Regions from separate parts of the Mus musculus genome. Here region 1 is linked to region 2. The links are chromatin contacts, called in public Hi-C maps. All regions are on one chromosome and are shown on one strand. The core of a region is the stretch at or near the end of the contact, and the rest is flanking DNA. Distances in the headings are between cores, read along the strand shown. Region 1 has its middle 62 kb from the start of Gm30056. Region 2 overlaps Gm45959 (a long non-coding RNA gene).

Evidence for each region. Hi-C and Micro-C count contacts between places; a contact is called where the count stands out from the background.
Region 1: a contact with region 2 is called in a Hi-C map of uterus, with 2.9 times the contacts expected there. The contact joins two enhancer-like sites. A contact is called at or near these places in 2 of 484 Hi-C or Micro-C datasets (cerebral cortex and uterus) and 3 of 9 other capture datasets (adipose tissue, liver and pancreatic islet).

Annotation. Positions count from the first base shown.
Region 1 is chr6:140,162,067-140,165,248 of GRCm38.p6, reverse strand. No RefSeq gene overlaps it. Among named protein-coding and RNA genes, the nearest start is that of Gm30056, 62 kb to the right of the region's middle. Within about 2 kb of position 1,843, at least 7 of the 459 cell types and tissues checked have an H3K27ac peak or open chromatin away from gene starts, as enhancers often do. A contact at or near this core is called in uterus, where this site is marked.
Region 2 is chr6:140,057,544-140,060,803 of GRCm38.p6, reverse strand. All of the region lies in intron 2 of Gm45959 (a long non-coding RNA gene), which reads left to right. It also overlaps the pseudogene Gm44156. Among named protein-coding and RNA genes, the nearest start is that of Gm45959, 11 kb to the left of the region's middle. Within about 2 kb of position 1,868, at least 4 of the 459 cell types and tissues checked have an H3K27ac peak or open chromatin away from gene starts, as enhancers often do. A contact at or near this core is called in uterus, where this site is marked.

The DNA of each region.
Region 1 (3,182 bases), core at 594-3,093, 100 kb before region 2:
CTCTGGCTTCTCTTGCAGAGGACCTGGGTTCAGTTCCCAGTACCCATATGGAGGTTCACAGCATCTGTAACTTCAGTTCTGGGGAATATTATGCCCTCCTCTGACTTGCATGCATGGATGCATGAGATGCACATACATACATGTAAGCCAAGCATTCATACATATAAAATAAATAAATCTAAACACACACACACACACACACACACACACACACACCACACACACACACACCATTCCAGGGCCTGGAGAAACGGCTTAGTGTTTCAAAGCATTTGCTATTCTCTCAGAAAACCTAAAGTTCGGTGCCAGCATCCATGACAGGTGGCTCTCTACCACCTCTAATTACAATTCAAGGGGTTCCAGTGCTAGGCACCTGCACATATACAAAAGCAGATTATACACACATAAATATATTAAAAAAAACTACTTTGTATGAAGACCTAGGAGAACCTCCCCTTGAGTGGCTACAGTGATTTCACCCATCCTCCCTTGATAGATCAACAGGGTTGGCAAAACAAAATTCGAAATATAGCCCAGTTTTAGTAAATGTTATAGTGGAGGTAAGCATCTGAGTGCTGGGTTTGTGCTGATGCCATGGAAGTCTTCCCACTACAGCACTCCAGCTTGTTCCCCAAGTGCACACATGCACTTGTGCACAAACACACAGAACAGGAAACATCACCTGGGCTGGCTAGCTGTGTGTGTGGGGGGAGGCAGGGAGGGTGGTGGTGGTAGTGACAGAGCTGGAGTGCTGGTAAGGGCAGGGGGAGAAATGACAGAGGCGGAGCCAGTGATCTGACCCTCGGTGGGACTGGTCCTTCATGTGGGGTAGCAGAATGAGGTGGCTAAGATGAAGACCATTTCTGATCAGAGTGTTTCTCCAGACCTAGTGCCTTGCCCTAAACACATTCTGAGCTAGCTTTGGATCTTTCAGGGAACCCCTTCCCTTCCCTTCCCTTCCCTTCCCTTCCCTTCCCTTCCCTTCCCTTCCCTTCCCTTCCCTTCCCTTCCCTTCCCTTCCCTTCCCTTCCCTTCCCTTCCTTCTCTTCCCTTCCTTCCCTTCTTTTCTTCTCTTCCTTCCTTCTCTTCCTTCCTTCTCTTCCTTCCTATTGAAGTGGGGCGGGGCTATAAACTCTGAAAGCTGTACCCCAGTGATTTATGTCCTCCAGCAAGGCTGCATTTCCTAATGCTCCCGAACTCCCATAAACTCCCCAAACAGCATCACCAACTAGGGACCAAATACATGAGCCTATGAGGGACGTTTCTCATTCAAATCACCGCATGTGATCAACTCTGAAGTCCACGCACTGCAAGGTAATTCCACTGTTCTATTACTGAAAATTCTTTGGTTGGTGCAGTTTGGTTTGTGAGTTCTAGGCGTCCTCTTTGGCCAGTAAAAATGGAATTAAGATTCCCCACCCCCACCCCCAGCCATTTCCCTACCTGCCAGTTGAGAGTGAAGTTTGCAGCTTTTGCCAGCGATGTAGTAGCCACTCCTTTGGTTCACGCTGGTAGGGCGCTTTCGGATTGCCCAGGTAGGGCGCTTTCGGATTGTGATGGAAGGGTGCATTCTGATTAAATGTGACCTTGAAAGGGGTGGAGCTAAGGCACATGTTTCTGTCTAGTTGATGGGGAGGCAGAGATGATTCAAGTCCTCAAAGAATATACACAGGATGCCCAGGATTTAAATAGACAAAGGAAAGATTGAACTGTAGAGGTTTTGTTTTGTTTTGTTTTTTAGCTGGAGAGATGGCTCAGAAGTTAAGAACAGTTGCTGCTCTTGGAGAGGGCTTAGGTTTGGTTCTGTTCCCAGAACTGTATTGTGGCTCACAACCATCTGTAACTCCTGTGTCAGGGGAGGCAACACACTCTTATGACCTTTGCAGGCACCAGATGCACATGTGGTGCACACGGACACATGCGGGCAAAACACTCACATATACAACATAAAAAATAAATCTTAAAGAAAAGAAAATGCCTTTCATGGAGCCTGAGAAAGTTGAGGCCATGGCTGGCTGTCCCTGCAAGACAGCCGAGATGCCCATGGAAAGGGTTTGTGTTCAGTTGAGCAGGTTCCCAGAGACTCAGCCTAGCTCTCCACAGGGCAGTTTAAAACCATTAGAAGTTGAATCTATTTAATGTCAGAAGAAGTAAATCTGATTAGCCATTGAGAGAGGCAGGGACTTAAAATGTGGAAGAGAAGAAGGAATCTTAGGAGTCAGAACCTTGGCAGGGAGGAGGAAGAGAGCAGTAGGCTTGGACTGAAAGCGGCTTCACTCCTCAGGGAAGCAAGCAGCAGGGAGAGCCTGCTTCATTATGGGGCAGAGACCGGGATTGTTTGAAGCCCCCATTACACAGGAGAAAATCACCACGGGAGATGCATTTACTCATGGCCAATTAGAATGTACAGGTTGCGTGTTGGTGACTCAAGGGGTTCTATTTAATTGGCTATAGTTGGTATCTGATGACTGCCTTTGTAGGACTTCAGAAGTACGAGGTACCTAGCTAAGCTGGGTCACATGACAGTCCAGGTTGGGGCCTGGTAGGGACTTGTTTTGTGATGTTACTAATTATTTTCCTCTTTGGTTATATTTCCCTGCTGGGTGTGTAAGACTCTGTTGGTGGCCAAATGAACTTATTTTTGTCATTGGCAGCACAGGGTAGAACTCTGCAGTACCAAGTTGCACGTGATTTTGACTGGCTGCCGACTCTGCTGCTCTGACGTCCCAGGCTATGGGGCTATGGTTCTTAGTTGGGGGACGCTTCCTTGGGGACCTGTCCCCCTTTTGGCCTCTCAGTGGCCTTATCTCCATATTTAATGCTTGTGAAGCCATAGGTTCTATTTTCAAATTATATTTTTTCCCCCCAGATGTTCATAAAATACAAATTAAATCCTAAAAAGTTAGTTTGTGTATAATTTTTTTCTTCTGGATCAGTTTGGCTAACAGCATCCTAAGTTATCATTAAAGCGCCTGTTTTGTTTATAGATTTGAGAAATGTGTTTTTCTAAACTGTCGAATTTGCTCTGAGGAGTGTGGAAGGACTTATGAAAAAGGCAATGTAGCCCCAGGCTTGGATCCAGCTCAGTGGCGGAACTCTCACCTACCGTGGGGTGCTGGGCACAGCTCCTGAGTCCCAGAGGAATGAAAGCAAAGGAGGAACATTTTAAGTAAGCATAGGCC
Region 2 (3,260 bases), core at 619-3,118:
AATTGAGACTATTCTCATGTCACCAATTGCTCTTAAACCAAACTGTCCATCATAGTCAATCATGTATTTTTTTGCATAGTTCTTACAAACTTTGGATAAATCATGTTATATTCGATATGAAAATGTTGTCTTCGTGGCTCCTCGTGAATATTAAAGAATCTGATTTTCTCACAACGATTTTTATATTTCTTGTTTGGTTGAGACAGTGTCTCCCATTCACCTTAAACTCTCTTTGTAGTAAAATATGACATTGGGCTTCTCACTCCCCTGTCCTTATCTGGTGAGTGAAGTTTTGTATTGGGATGAAGATTGACCCACTGGGCTTTGTGCGAGATACCCAAGTACTCTATTATCTGAGCAGCCCTGAATTTTATATTTCGAAAAGTATGCATAAATAAACACTTATTGGATGCAAAATTAAGCCTTGCCACCTCCCTCTAACCCCCATATTTAGCTGTTGGCTTAATAATATGGTTTGGTTTTGCACAGTAAAGGTGCTTAGTAAAATTTCCACTATTGAACAAGCTGATCCCACTGTTCTTGGATCTTGATGTGTTTCAAAAATATAGTAAATGCATTATTATAGTACCTCCTTCATGGTCAGCTTGTATTGGATTAAATAAGACAGGAGTGAATGAGTTACAGGCATGAGTCTGGGCATGAAAGAGTCCTGATTTTTTTCCGTGCTCTAAACTTAGAATATTGATTTTAACAATAGGATAAGAGTACCTTGTACAACGAGGCAACTTTGAATTTTTTTTTTTTTTTGTGTGTGTGTGGTCAATACAATAGAAGGGCCCTAAAAAGTTGTCATTTAACATTATTTTAGAAATAATTTTGGGGGCTAATGTGTGTGTGTGTGCCTGTAAAATAAAATCAGGGGTTGGAAAGATGGCTCAACAGACAACAAAGAGCTTGCTGCTAAACCTGACACCCAGAATATGATTCCTGGAACTTCGGGGTGAAAGGAGAATCACCTGCTTCCAGTTGCCCGTTGACCTCCACACATGTGCGGTTGCTTGGCATGAATGTACTCCCCCCTCTCCCACAGTCACACAGTAAAAGATTGCAATAAAAATTTTAAATGTTTAATAGGATTTAAAGAGCCGAGTGACATTATCATAAGAAAAGTCCTCCTTTCTATTCACTACAGTGTGTGCTTGCTTTAATATGCACTGTGCTCTCCTGGCAAATCCTTAAAATCCCCAAATTCTACAGAACTCTTTAAACTTTTAAAGACAAATCTTGTAGCCCCGCACGTCGGTGCGTGTCCGTAATCCCAGCACCTGGGAAAGAGACTGGAGTGTCAATATTGAGTTAAAAATGTACTAGCGGACATACAGTTTTTCTGATTTTTTTTTTCTGAGGATTTTAAGGATTTGTCAGCCAAAGGTTTCCACTGTAGGGTACAGTGTTCTTTTCAGTGACACCTTTAATATTTACTTTCTTCCTCCCTTACAGGACCTGTTCGCTGCTAGTGGCCAAGTCACTTAGTCTTCAAGAAGGGCTGGGATGAAGGCAGGAACACCACAGCATTAAAGATCAAAAGCTAACTTCAATATGCAAGGTTCTCAGCTTTGCTGTCCCCCCTGAAGTCTCTTGAGCTTTGGCCCCAGCCAGAGCTCTGTGTCCAGAACAGCAAGCTGCTCTGTGTTTTTGGTGAATCTGACCCTTTGTACCTGGTGTCTCCGTACAGTATGTTTCTGTAGTTATGTCTGTGGACTATTAAAGGAACAAACCAGAACAAGCAACGAATGGGAAATTTCCAGAATATTGTAATAAAGTGAGCTGTCCAGAGCTGAGGGGCAGAGTGTTCGGGGAGGGAGGCTTTGCCTTAGACTTGATAGGGAAGAGCACACAAGCCACATCCAGATGGTTTGCCAGCGGTGTCTGTTTATGTCATCAGAGGGGGATCTCAGACAGATGAATAAGGAACGCTCAGTCCTGTGTCATGTTGGTCGTCTTTAGGGCGCAGGGATACACAATTTAGTTTGTCATGTAGGAGATAAAGAATGGGCATTCTTAAGGTTAGTGTCTGGCCTTGTAACCCATAAATGAAGGGCTTGTCTATGTCTGGGGAGAGTGAGGGGAAAGAGTCGAACTCTCTATCTTATTGAACTCAAAGCTTCTTTAGTTGTGGGTCATAACCCTGACTGGGGTTGTGTAACTGAATGTAAGAGCTATAAAAATCTGGCAAGTGTAAAGGGTTTCTGGAGGCACAGAGCCCCCTAAATTAATTCAAAATAAAACACACAAAAGTTGAGTTGTCTTTGGTAGTTACTGTTCACATTGCATCATGGGGAATCAATGCAGCCTCAGGTCTGAGAACGCATGTGCAGCCTCAGATCTGAACACGTATGTGCACTTTGCACTCTGCGCACATCACACCCCACGACACCATCACAAGCTGCCCGAAATGCAGCTCAGAATGGAGATCGTTGCATGCCAGGAAGCACAGTGTTGCCATTGTACATCTAAAGGTTTCTATACTGCCATAAAGTGATGTCATTATGGATAACAAAGACTTTTAATATCTTGCTACTATCAGTCCTTGGCATGCATTAGCATATTGCTGTGCTGTACTGTGTTTGCTAAACAATCCCTACCATCTCATCAGGATGCAAATTGATTTTAATCTTTAATAAATGATTGAATCATATGTACACTAAAGAATCGCTTTAAAATAAATTTGTGATTGGCCATCAGTCAATATTTTGTTTGTACGTTGTGCCCCTGTAAACCTGAGGTCGTGTAAAAGTTTCTCGGGTGGAGAGAAGTCATGATGGACAAGCTTTAAGACGTCTTGATGGCTCCAGTGCTGCAGCAGCGTGGCCGCCCCCCTTTCACCCGGCTGAAGAGCTGGTACATCTGGGTGAAGTTGGGTAGCCTGTTCTCACCCAGCAGGAGCTCCAGCCCTTTCTGCAGAACTGCTGTCAAATGTTCTCCTAAAAGCTGTTTCTCCACACAGGCAGCCAAAGGTTTTTGTGTGCTGTGGTCTAAGAAGGTGATCACTCGGTCTGCTTCCTCTTCTAGACGTTTCCTCACATGGCTAAGGTATTCTAGAACCTCCCTGTCCTGCATCAGCCTCTGACCTTCAGCAGCATAGACAGTCTCTTCCTAGAACTTCAGGTTAAATGAGTCTTTCTGCACCCGGAGATCTGAGAGTGTGCTTAGCAAACTCCAAAGCAGCCTCCTGTCCACAGCCTCTCCACTTTGTTCACGACTTTGGGACAACCATTGTCATCAATCCTGAGAAAGAC